2 separate regions of the Mus musculus genome follow, and region 1 is linked to region 2. A link is a contact called in public HiChIP or PLAC-seq data. All regions are on one chromosome and are shown on one strand. Each heading gives the region's core, a stretch centred on a gene start, on an enhancer-like site or on the middle of the called end of the contact. The rest is flanking DNA. Distances are from core to core; before and after follow the strand shown.

Region 1 (5,780 bases), core at 909-3,408, 200 kb after region 2:
GCTATTTATCCCACGTCTCCTGTTTGACTTTTATAACAAGCCAACAACACCTGTTTGACTTTTATAACAAGCCAACAACATACTTATCTTAGTCAGGGTTTCTATTCCTGCACAAACATCAGGACCAAGAAGCAAGTTGGGGAGGAAAGGGTTTATTGGGCTTACATTTCCATACTGCTGTTCATCACCAAAGGAAGTCAGGTCTGGAACTCAAGCAGGGCAGGAAGCAGGAGCTGATGCAGAGGCCATGGAGGGATGTTACTTACTGGCTTGCTTCCCCTGGCTTGCTCAGCCTGCTCTCTTATAGAACCCAAGACTACCAGCCCAGAGATGGCACCACCTACAATGGGACCCCCCCCCCATCACTAATTGAGAAAATGCCTTACAGCTGGATCTCATGGAGGCATTTCCCCAACTGAAAGCTCCTTTCTCTGTGGTAACTCCAGCCTGTGTCAAGTTGACACCCAAAACCAGCCAGTGCAATACTCTTTTCCAAAAAATAAAAATAAAAAGATAAGCTACATGGGCAGCAATTAACAGTAGCCCTGAGCTTCTGGCTCTCCATCTACCCAAGGTTAAAAATATAAGGACTGGAATGGCCAAGCTAGTGGTGAAGCTATGCTGCCCTAGGTAAACAGTGCACTTGGCACCACTTACAGCACATCTATACAAACAGGATCATGCCACAGAGCAGGCTGTCAGTGGTTTATAAGAGCCTGTGCAGAAGTACCCAGAGGTCTTTTCTGGAGGAAGAATTGGGTGTAAAAGAGTATGGGCGCCAACATCCATTTGTGAAAAATATTTTTTAAGCTACATGACAGCAGAGATTTTGGCAGTTTTGTTGAAACGTTGGAATCTAAATGAATGAACCAAAAAGTCAGTGCTGGGGCTAGAGAGACGCCCCAGCAGTGAAGAGTGAGCACTGTTCTTACAGAGGGACAGAGAGAGTTCAGTGCTAGCACTTCATCATTGTGGGTCAGGGTCACCTGTAACTCCAGTTCCAAGAGATCCACCGCCCTCTTGTGGCCTGACAGGGTACTGTACTCATGTAAAAAGGCACACACACACACAATTAAAGATAAAAATGTTTTTAAAAACTAAGCACTGGACAGGATTATATAGCAGATTTTGCCTACACCTGCCTAGCCATTCCTAGGTGATTTTGCAGTATGGGAAGTTGTTACAGTGCCCACTGTAACTATTAGGCTGGTGCTGGGACACTTAAATAGGATAAAAAATGGGAAAGAACTACAGGAATAAATTTTCAGAGAATGTCTGATAAGGTATTCGAATTATATAAAGGGCCATTAAAGCTGAACAATGATAAACAATCTGAATCTTTGAAGGGGTGGGGGCGAACACACATTCGCTGATGTGGGTGCAGCCTCCCTGACTTCCCCTCCATGATGGACTACATCCTTGAACTGTGAATCTAAATACACTCACTCTCCCTTCTTAGGGTTCATTTCACTTTGAACTAAGATCACTAAAGAAGAAGAAGGAGGAGGAGGAAGAGGAAGAAGATGATGATGAAGAAAGAGGAGGAGGAGGAGAAAAAAAGAGGAGGAGGAAGAGGAGAAGAAGAAAGAGAAGAGGAAGAGGAAGAGGAGGAGGAGACGGCGGCAGCTTTTAAGTTACAGAAGAGTAGCCTTACCCAGAGGGTCCTGGCACTAAGCAGACTATATACCATGACTAAAGCTGTCATCTGGCATTCTTACTTTATGGTCCAGAACAGCTCAACACAGAAGGAAACAATTTGCTTTGCGTGTCCTCAAAAAGCTAGGCAAGCCCAGGCCAAGACCAGGGGAGAACCCTGAGACTCTAGGCAATAGTTAAGACTGAAAACCATCTAAACGCCTACCAACTGAAGTCTGGTTAGACTTCCTGTTTAAGACTGGGGGAGTGAAGTACTCCCGACACTAAGGAGCCTGAGGGAGGAGGATTACCATGAGTTTCAGACCAGCCTGGGATATGAATACTGAGTTCCAGGCCAACCTAGGGTACAGAGTGAGACCTTGTTTCAAAAAGCCAAAATAGAGGCTGGAGAAATAGCTCAGCAATTAAAAGCAATTGTTTCTCTTCCAGAGAACTTGGGTTTGGTTCCCCATGACCATTTCGGGTGGTTTACAACCTCACGTAACTCTAGGGGATCTGATGCTCTCTGCTGGTCTCTGTGGGTACTGCAGCAGGTACACAAACACATGAATGAGCACAAACACATAGAGATTTAAGCTGAGCCAGGCTAGTACTTGGGAGGCAGAAGACTGTGACTTCCAGGTCAACCTGGTCTACATAGTGAGTTCTTGGACAGCCAGAGCAATGTAGAGAGACCAGCCAGAGCAACGTGGAGAGACCCTTTTTCAACAACAACAACAACAATAATAGTAGTAATAATAATAATGTACATACCTCAAAACACCCTAATTTCTACAAAGTATCATCTATGAATTTATCCTTGCCTTTCAAATTTTTTATTTTTTTTAAAGATTTATTTATTTATTATATGTTAGTACACTGTAGTTGTCTTCAGACACCCCAGAAGAGGGCACCAGATCTTGTTACGGATGGTTATGAGCCACCATGTGGTTGCTGGAAATTGAACTCAGGACCTTTGGAAAAGCAGTCAGTGCTCTTAACTGCTAAGTCATCTCTCCAGCCCCGCCTTTCAAATTCTTTTAGGTAATACAGGACTATGAATCACATGAAACCCATCCTAGCACTTGGCAAGTAGAGGCAGGAGGACTATAGGAGACCACTGGGGGTGGGGGGGCAACAATGATCTGAATGCAGGACATGGGCACCAGAGACTGCTCCTTAGTCTACCTCAATCCAGCCTATTGACAGTGAAGAGATACTGAAACTAGGCAGATTAAATGGCCAGGTTTAAAACTTTTTAAAAAGAGTCAGCTTGATCTCAAAACTTCAGTGTAGCTAAAATGATGCCGAACCCTTGATGCTCTTGCCTCTTTTACAGACAACCAATAAGACATCAGGTTTTGTGTGGAGCTAGGTCCCAGGCAAACACTCTAGCAGCTGAGCTACACCACCTGCCCAAGTTTTTGTACACTGAATGATGGCTGCATTTGACCACAGGTAAGCTAGGTTGGGTGATCTGCCAAGGCACTAGGCTTTTTTTTTTCCTTCTTGCTCCAGCCCCACTCGCTCTGGCCCAAAGATGTATTTATTTATTATATGTAAGTACACTGTAACTGTCTTCAGACATACCAGAAGAGGCATCAGATCTCATTACAGATGGTTGTGAGCCACCAAGTGATTGCTGGGAATTGAACTCAGGACCTCCGGAAGAGCTCTCAGTGCTCTTAACCACTGAGCCATCTCTCCAGCCCTAGGCTGACTTTCAATGACACTTCTTAAATCAGGAGTATGGGTAAGGAATCCAAAGGCAACACAAGCAAGTCTGAAGAGGTAAGGGCTCCATCCAGACTTTGACCCCCACTGCAGAAGTTGCCAGAGACAGAACCAAGCCTTGTTGCACTGTCCTGTAATTAAAACTACTCTGGAGGCTGAGACAGGAAGATAAAAATGCAAAGCTTTCTTAAGCCAGAGGTGGAATAACATCTATAGGTATCTGCAAACACCCAATTTTTACCAAGGACTTTCCTTTTAAAAGATAAATCTGTTTATCTAATTTTATCTCATACCAGATAAGAGAGCAAAGTTATTCCTATTTTAAAAGGCTCAAAAGTCAGGGCTAGGCATGGTGGCCTATACCTATAATTCCAATATTTGGGAGGCAGAACTGAGGTAAATTTGAAGCCAGCTTGGGCTATAGAATGAGATCCTGCTTGGGAAGAAGGGAAAAGAAAATGAAGTCTGACTTGCCTTGGTTCCTATCTTGGAGTACTCTACATTAAATAGGTAGTGGGTATCAAAGCACCACTTTTAACTGGATACCTAGAACCCCGAGAAATAAAGTGCTTTCTCTAGAATCAGATAACTAGTGTGTTGGAATATAATAAAGTTATAGCTTTAAAATCTGAACTCGATCCAGTCAGTCTTAGACAATGTTTCTAATTCCTGGGCAGAAACAGATGAAATCTACCATGCTCAAGTGTGCTTTCTCCTCACACCAGTCACTCACTCTCAATCATCCCTGGGGGATTATTTTCTCCAATTGCCCCATTTTGCTTATGAGGAAACAAATATAAAAGAAGCTAAGCTCACTAGTCCTAAGGTACTACCATCAATTAGGGATTAAAGTTCAACATGTCCTTGCTCTTCCTAAACACCACTGGATAATTCTAGACACTGGAGAAATGTTCTTTGTAGTTTAAGGTATATTTAAAAAAAAAAAAAAGCACAATAAAACCCACAGCTTCATAGACATTATAGTAATATAAAATTTCCTTTCAAATACTGTTCTCAAAAGAATAAACTTAGCCGGGCAGTGGTGGCGCACGCCTTTAATTCCAGCACTTGGGAGACAGAGGCAGGTGGATTTCTGAGTTCGAGGCCAACCTGGTCTATAGAGTGAGTAGAGTGAGTTCCAGGACAGCCAGAGCTACACAAGAGAAATCCTGTCTGGGGAAAAAAAAAAAAAGAGATGCTGGAGAGATGGTTCTGTCAGTAGAATGCTTGCCAACAGGAGGGCCTGAGCTCAGTCCCAAGCACCTACATTAAAAAACTAAAAACAGACAATAGCTGAGTGGCTGAGTGGTGGGGGGCACACCTTTGATCCCAGCACTCGGAGGCAGAGGCAGGAGGATCTCTGAGTTTAAGGTTATCCTGGTTTACAGAGTGAGTTCCAGGGTATTCAGGAGTGCACAGCTAAACCAAGTCTTGAAAAAGCAAATTAATAATCTTTTTAAAGATTTATTTATTATTATATATAAGTACACTGTAGCTGTCTTTAGACACATCAGAAGAGGGCGTCGTCAGGTCTCATTACGGGCGGTTGTGAGCTACCATGTGGTTGCTGGGATTTGAACTCAGTATCAGTCAGTGCTCTTACCTGCTGAGCCATCCACAAAGATTTTTTAAATTGAAAAAACCGTCAGTTAAGGGCTTGCTCTCTTCCTGCCTCCATCTTGGGCCCGTGTTCTCACAAAAAGGCCTAGGAAAGCACAGAAACCCATTCTGCTGCAGTTGCCACAGCGCTGGGTGGAGGCAGGGTCTGAGCTGAACCCCACAGTGATGAGTAGCAGAGCTGCTGAGAGTCACACACCACACACACACAAACAGGTGGCAGTGGCAGCTGACATCAGCAAGGAACCAGTGAGTGACAGAAGGGAAGGAAGGCGACATCCCAAAGGGGTCCACAGATCTCGGGGACCGCTAGAGGCAGTCCTGGGGAAATCTACGAACACCCTCTGCTCACCCCAAAGCCTGAAGTGCGCAGGAGCCCAGCTACAGAGGCCTGCACAGTTTTGTAGGAGCCAACACAGAAGACTTAGCTCAGCACACTTAGCTGGCAACTGCTGAGAAACAAAGTGAAAGTACTTCCAACATTCAGGAAAATAGACGCAACTGCATAAGAGGAGGAAGGGGTTGTTGTCACAGGTATGGAAGTTAAAAACATAGACTTGGTCAAGTCACCTGTAAGTGGGAGCCTGAACACCAACAGTGGTGGCCCTGTAAATGTTGTTATGGAACTGACAATCTAAAAACAAGGACTCTTCTGTTCCACATTTCAAAAGGAGCACTACAAGCCAAGAGTGTGGCGTACATCCCAGCACTCAGAAGGTAGAGACAGATGATCTCTGAATTCAAGGGTAGCCTGGTCTACAACCCTGTGTTCCAGGCCAACCAGTGCTACACAA
Region 2 (5,825 bases), core at 978-3,477:
CCAGGCTGTGAACGTCTAATACAAAGGGAAGACAGGCAGATGGTCAGTCTCCTCATGGGCCACCGTAGTCTCTGAGGCACGCACCCCAGGCCTCAGTGGCTTCCAGGGTCCTCGCCCCACACTTTCTTAACAGTTGTTCTACGAAAGGCCTTCAACAGGCTTGGGCCATCCTCAGCGTATAAGCCACGTGAAGGGACCAGGGAAGGTGGCCACCCACTCAGCAGAATCCATAGTCACTCTTAGTGTGGTTGTTCCATATGGTCACATTAACTTATCCTCTGCCCTTAGTATATATGTCTGCCCCATCGTCCTGCCAGGTCCAGGTGTTTACTCAGCATCTGCATCCAGGACGGCTCCAGGGCAGCTACTCACAGGTGCTCAGTCTACCCTGGCAGATACTTCAACGGGGCCTGCACTTTCCCAGCTGCAGATATTCTCATGGATCCTGAACAGCAGTGAAGCAGCCAGCACTCCAATTTTCTTAGGGTCCCCAAAGCCATTGTCACCCCCAGTCATCAGGAAGTAATCTAGAGAACAGGACAACCTCACTCCTGCCCCACCGTTACCCCCTCCTAGCTACTCATTTTTAATTAAATAAGAAAGGAGGAATGTTGGCTTACAGGAACTTCCGCTAGGCTCCTCCCAGGAACCTAGCAAGCTTATGTCATTGGCTTACATCATCAGCTTACATCATCACCTGCCGTCTTTACCTGCTGCTGCCAGGCATGGGTGAGAATGAAAAGACTGCTCACCAGCCCAGATGTTTTTCTTTTTCTGTTCCCAGCCAGTCTTCCTGTCTCTGTCCCCCCCCCCGCCCCCATCTGTTCTTTGTCCCCCATTATCTGCCCCATTGGCTCTGCTCCTGTCTGTCTGCCTCTACCCCTTCTCTTCCTTTCCTTCTCCCAAGCCTCCCTTATATTAGGTTTGTTGCATGTTGTGATTTCTCAGGAGGGCATCTTGGCATGGGCCCGCCAGGTGTCTCCCCACCCCCGCAGAGTTACATTTCAAATATTACACAGAATGTGTAGATCTTTAAAGTAAGTACAGTTACTCTGTTTCTACACAATCTCTCCCAACTGCCACCTGTCCATACTTCACTTTGGACCCGAGCCACCACACTGCACATTCTCTGGGGCCAGGGATGGGAGTGTCTTATTCCACGATCACCACCTCCCAACCCCTTGTTCTTTTGTTTTGTTTTGTTTTGTCTTGTTTTTTGAGACAGGGTTTCTCTGTATAGCCCTGGCTGTCCTGGAGCTCACTTTGTAGACCAGGCTGGCTTTGAACTCAGAAATCTGCCTGCCTCTGCCAACCCCTTGTTCTTAAGCCCCGTCCAGACCCATCCTCCAACCTTTAGCCCCTTCAACCCTCAGCCAAAGGCTTCCCAAAGCTTCCAGGGAAACTGGCCAGTGCTAGCAACTGGAAGACAAACTGGAGTTGCCCAGCTGAGGCCTGTGAGTCTTGAAGAGGGGGGAGGAACTGAGGGAGGAAGGGGCTGTTGTAAGAAGACGATGGCTTGTGAAAGGCGAAGGGCTGTAGAAAGGAGCTATCAAACCCCACTTCCTGGGGAAGCTGTGGTGGCCAAAACAACACCTGTGTTTGTTCAGGTCTCCAGGACAAAGCTCTGGGGCTAATAAGCTTTGCAAGGAAGAGTCAATAAAAGCCCTAGTCCCCAGAGCCTCAAGGCTCAGTGCTCTGAACCCATCCAAAGTATTAAAGAACCCTACAAGCAGTAGCCATAAAGCCCAGGCATGGGGGGTGTGGAGTAATACAATGTTAAGAATGCACTCTCCTGTGAACCAGATCTGAATCCACTGTTCTCGGAACTCCAGCTCCCTTGGCAGTAAAATAGGGATTGCAAGGTACTTCCAAGTCCACAGGGTTTAAAAACCAACTTACAAAGTGCCTGCCACGTAGTGAGGGTGCCATTAACAGTAAGAAGGAAAAAGATACCACCACCACCACCACCACAAACCATGACAGGGCTGGGGAGGAGGGCTGGCTCCACTCTGGGCTCTCTCTCTCTCTCTCTCTCTCCCTCTCCCTCCCTCTCTCTCTCTCTCTCTCTCTCTCTCTCTCTCTCTCTCTCTCTCTCTCTCTCTCTCTCTCCTCCCTGCCTCCAGCCACAAAGCTACCCAAGGCCCCACCTTTTCAGGTGCTCCTGAGGGACCTTTGGGACTGGTGCCAATGTGTGCTTGAAGAACAGCAGAGGGGGGCAGTAAATTCTTGACAGCAACTCTGTGCATCACCGCAGACCACAGACCACCATGTACCGCCCAACTATGTTCTCTCCAGGTTGCAAGGTCCCCGCAGAAAGATCATCTCCTTAGCAGTGCCCCCAGGATTCAGCAAGGAAGGAGGAGAAGCTGGCAGCCAAAGGGACACCCACTGCAGAAACTCCTGGCCCCAACCAGGGTGGGCAGTGCTACACGCAGAGGCCTAATGGACCAACCTCATTTAAATAAAGGGGCAAGGACCCACAGACCTGCCTGCACCCCTGGCCTTCCTTTTTCTAACATTCCCTCACACCAAAAGTCTTCACTCTTCTCTGGGAGCCTGTTCATCTCACAGTCTAATAAGGAGACAGGGAGAGGGAGAAGATGGCCAGCCCCTTCACAGTCCACTGCGCTCTAGAAATGTGCTCAGAGGAAGGGTGTGCCACACAGGGTCTCAGGAGCCATGCTTAAGCAAGGACCACACTGAGACCTACTCCAGAGCTGGAACAGTGCCTTTGCTGTCACCCCTCTACTCCTATACCTCTCCCCACCATGCACACAAATACACACAAACATGCATGTGTGTTCATGTGTGTCCAGTGGCCAGCCTCTTCAGATCTTGGGCAGGGATTGAAAACTGGGAGGAACTTGGGTCCCCTCACCCATCCCTGACCTTGGTAACTAACGGTGGCACGAAGGGAAGACTGTATCCACGGAGCAGGGTATCTGAGGGACACATAGGAGAGAAGTTCATGGGTTGGCCGGTGAGATACATCTTGTCCCAGTTTCCTGGCTTCTACCATGTTCTCATTTTGCCCTTAACAACTACCATGGCAACATGTCTCCTTTAATATACCCTTAGAATCTCTCTGGTATTTGAGAAGGTGTCCTTCCTGTCTCCTGTGAACCACACAGCCTTCTCCATATACCTCAGTGATCAGAACTATACAATGGGGACAACAGTTAACTACCAGGCATGCCTGAGGCATAATACTAACAAAGTAGTAGTTTTTCTTTATGTTAATAATGGCCCTAAAAGTTAATGTGCCTGAAATACAGTGGGCCCTGAAGTGGCTCCCACTGTTATCACAATGACCTCCGAGTAGTCATACCCAACAAGGACTGGGGTACAAATGATTATTCCCATGACAGGAGCCAGGGGCTGAGTTTCTAATGTCATTGTCAGCTGTAACCTTGACCTTAGTAGGAAGAGGGATGCAAACACAGGAAGGCCACAAGCTTATGTGGCCTCACTGCACAGTACAGGAATTGCAGGACCACACAGGTGAGGTGGCCACAGATATGCCCACAAAGACCCCACATCTATCACTGTGGGTGAGTGGCCTGTCGCCGCTCCAACTCAGGTATCCAACAGCCACATGAGACAATGCTGACACCATGCGGACTGTAAACAGAAGGTCTGATGAGAGAGTCCTTTTAAAACCCAGGGAGGAACCCATGGTGGCACATACCATTAACCCCAGCACTTCAAGGAAGAGGCAGGTGGATCTCCATGAGTTCAAGGCCAGCCTGATCTACATACCAGGACAGCTAGGGCTACATAGTGAGACCCCATCTCAAAACAAAAACATGAAGGGGGTACCTGAACTGGGGAGGGGGGAATAGGGCTACTTGTAGGCTTGTAAGCACCACTATCTCCCTGCCAGAGGGAGAAAGCTATTGTCTTTACAGTGCATACTATAAGCACACTCCATCAATGGCATTAGGCTTGAAGAGATGTTGAGTTCAACATCCTCATTTTATAACGGAGGGCACAGGACCAGAAAGGGTTAAGTGTCTTTCCTCGGGCCATTGACACCGATTCTAACTTCCTCATAACTTCTGCTCCCCAGAATGATATGGCTTTGTGGCTCAGGGATAGCGGGGCAGGGTGGGGAAGGGGTGTAGAACCAAGGCTGAAACTTCAAGTGAGCCAAATTTCATGACATTCCACTGAAAACCAGTCACTGGAAAATGAAAGCCACATGGGTTTTGGGAAGCCCCTCCAGCATCAGCAGTGCTGGCAAGAGAGAGACAGCCTCCCTGGGGAGCATGGCGGTGAGAGGTGAGGAAGGGGGCTAGTGGGTGAATGTCCAAGAGATTGGAGACCACCCAGGAGGGAAGTAGACCAGAAAAAGATGGGCAGAAGGAACAGGACTCAGGAACTGGGCCTCTGACCAGCAGGAGACAAGACATGTCTGAGGAGGTCATCTCAACGTCCATAGTCAAAGAAGCATGCCTGATTCGGCCCCGGGGCAGAACAGGCAGCTGGTGAGAGACAGGGAGCCTCTGCAGCTGTACCCAAATGACCCCGTGCAGGTGACTTCACTTCTGCAGCTCTCCATGACCATATCTGGAAGATGACTGCGACACAGAGCCTAGGCAGCTGCTTTCAGGAGGATAAAGGACAGATAGCTTCAGGAAAGATCGGAGCTCGGTGGACTGAGGGACCCAGAGCTGGACATGTCATACGTCAGAGGAGGACACTGTGTGAATGTGCTGAAGGGGTTCACACAGCTACCCCCTCACCCCACCCCACCTCCGCTGTCCCCCAGCTGAGTAAGGAAGTCCCTTTATGATGGCAATTCTACAAAAGTCCAGGAAGCCCCTGAAAGCATTGGTAAGACCAGAGTGACCGGTGAAGCCACACATGTATGTAAGCAGGGTACTTGACCCTGACACTTCAGGGTCTGAGGTCAGAATACTCTGCAGCTGGAGGAATAGCGTGGTCTTAGACATCAGATGCTCAACACCCATCATGGCCCCTACCCACTAGATGTTAATAACCGTCTATCCAAAATGGAGACAACCCTAAAGCACGCCTTGTAGAGAATCTGGTCTAATAGAAGCAAACATACATGCCACAGTTGACATGATAGCAACTGTGCTTACGAAGCATGCATGTGCGTGCATGCATGGGATGGACGACTCTTCTGAGCGTTTTGTCACATTTAACTCCTTGGATCTTCACAGTGGTGCTAGGAAAGGAAAGGAAAGGAAAGGAAAGGAAAGGAAAGGAAAGGAAAGGAAAGGAAAAGAAAAGAGCCAGAAACCTAGACTTCTATGTGGAACTGCTCAATCTTTAAACACTGCTACAACTGAAAATATAATGCATGCCACAAGGACCCGGTCTGCCTCCAAAAAAAAACAAAAAAACAAAAAAACAAACAAACAAAAAAAAGAATTAGCAGCCAAGAAGTCTAAATTAAGTCTCACTGGGTATCTGCTCCCACAGTGGGAAAGCATGGGACCTTTCTAAGTCTGCATGCATGTTATATACAAACACAATATGTGGTGCATTTGGTAAGCACCAAGTAATACCTGTGTCTACCACTCCTAAAGAACACTGGTGAGTGACATCAGCCATTTGAGAATCTAGTAGCAAGAGCTGTGGGCATTTCTATCAAAGGTAGAGGAGAGGGCTGACATTCTGTGAGGCAGAGAGACGACTCCTCAGCTGGAACTGATCAACAGCCCATGTGTCTCACAAAGGACATTAGATGGCTATACACATCCTGTCATGCCCTGTGAATTAAAACAACAGGTGAGCTCACTGTGCCGATTAGCTGATCAGCCTGACGCAAGGTAGGATCATCTGGCAAGAGAGAA

The links. HiChIP or PLAC-seq counts read pairs in DNA pulled down with a chosen protein or histone mark.
Region 1: a contact with region 2 is called in an H3K27ac HiChIP or PLAC-seq map of trophoblast stem cells, with 5 times the contacts expected there. The contact joins two enhancer-like sites. A contact is called at or near these places in 10 of 39 promoter capture datasets (the C10 cell line, the HPC-7 cell line, cranial neural crest and 7 more), 2 of 15 datasets of contacts at CTCF or cohesin (the NIH/3T3 cell line and large pre-B cells), 5 of 484 Hi-C or Micro-C datasets (the G1E-ER4 cell line, bone marrow-derived macrophages, granulosa cells and 1 more) and 10 of 115 datasets of contacts at active chromatin or transcription factors (the HPC-7 cell line, bone marrow-derived macrophages, double positive thymocytes and 4 more).

What each region holds. Positions count from the first base shown.
Region 1 is chr12:80,405,858-80,411,637 of GRCm38.p6, forward strand. All of the region lies in intron 1 of Dcaf5 (DDB1 and CUL4 associated factor 5), which reads right to left. Among named protein-coding and RNA genes, the nearest start is that of Mir1843a, 17 kb to the left of the region's middle. Within about 2 kb of position 2,159, at least 6 of the 459 cell types and tissues checked have an H3K27ac peak or open chromatin away from gene starts, as enhancers often do. A contact at or near this core is called in trophoblast stem cells, where this site is marked.
Region 2 is chr12:80,209,459-80,215,283 of GRCm38.p6, forward strand. It overlaps Actn1 (actinin, alpha 1), which reads right to left. Exons shown (of 21, transcript NM_134156.3): 2 at 1-15. Among named protein-coding and RNA genes, the nearest start is that of Actn1, 48 kb to the right of the region's middle. Within about 2 kb of position 2,228, at least 93 of the 459 cell types and tissues checked have an H3K27ac peak or open chromatin away from gene starts, as enhancers often do. A contact at or near this core is called in trophoblast stem cells, where this site is marked.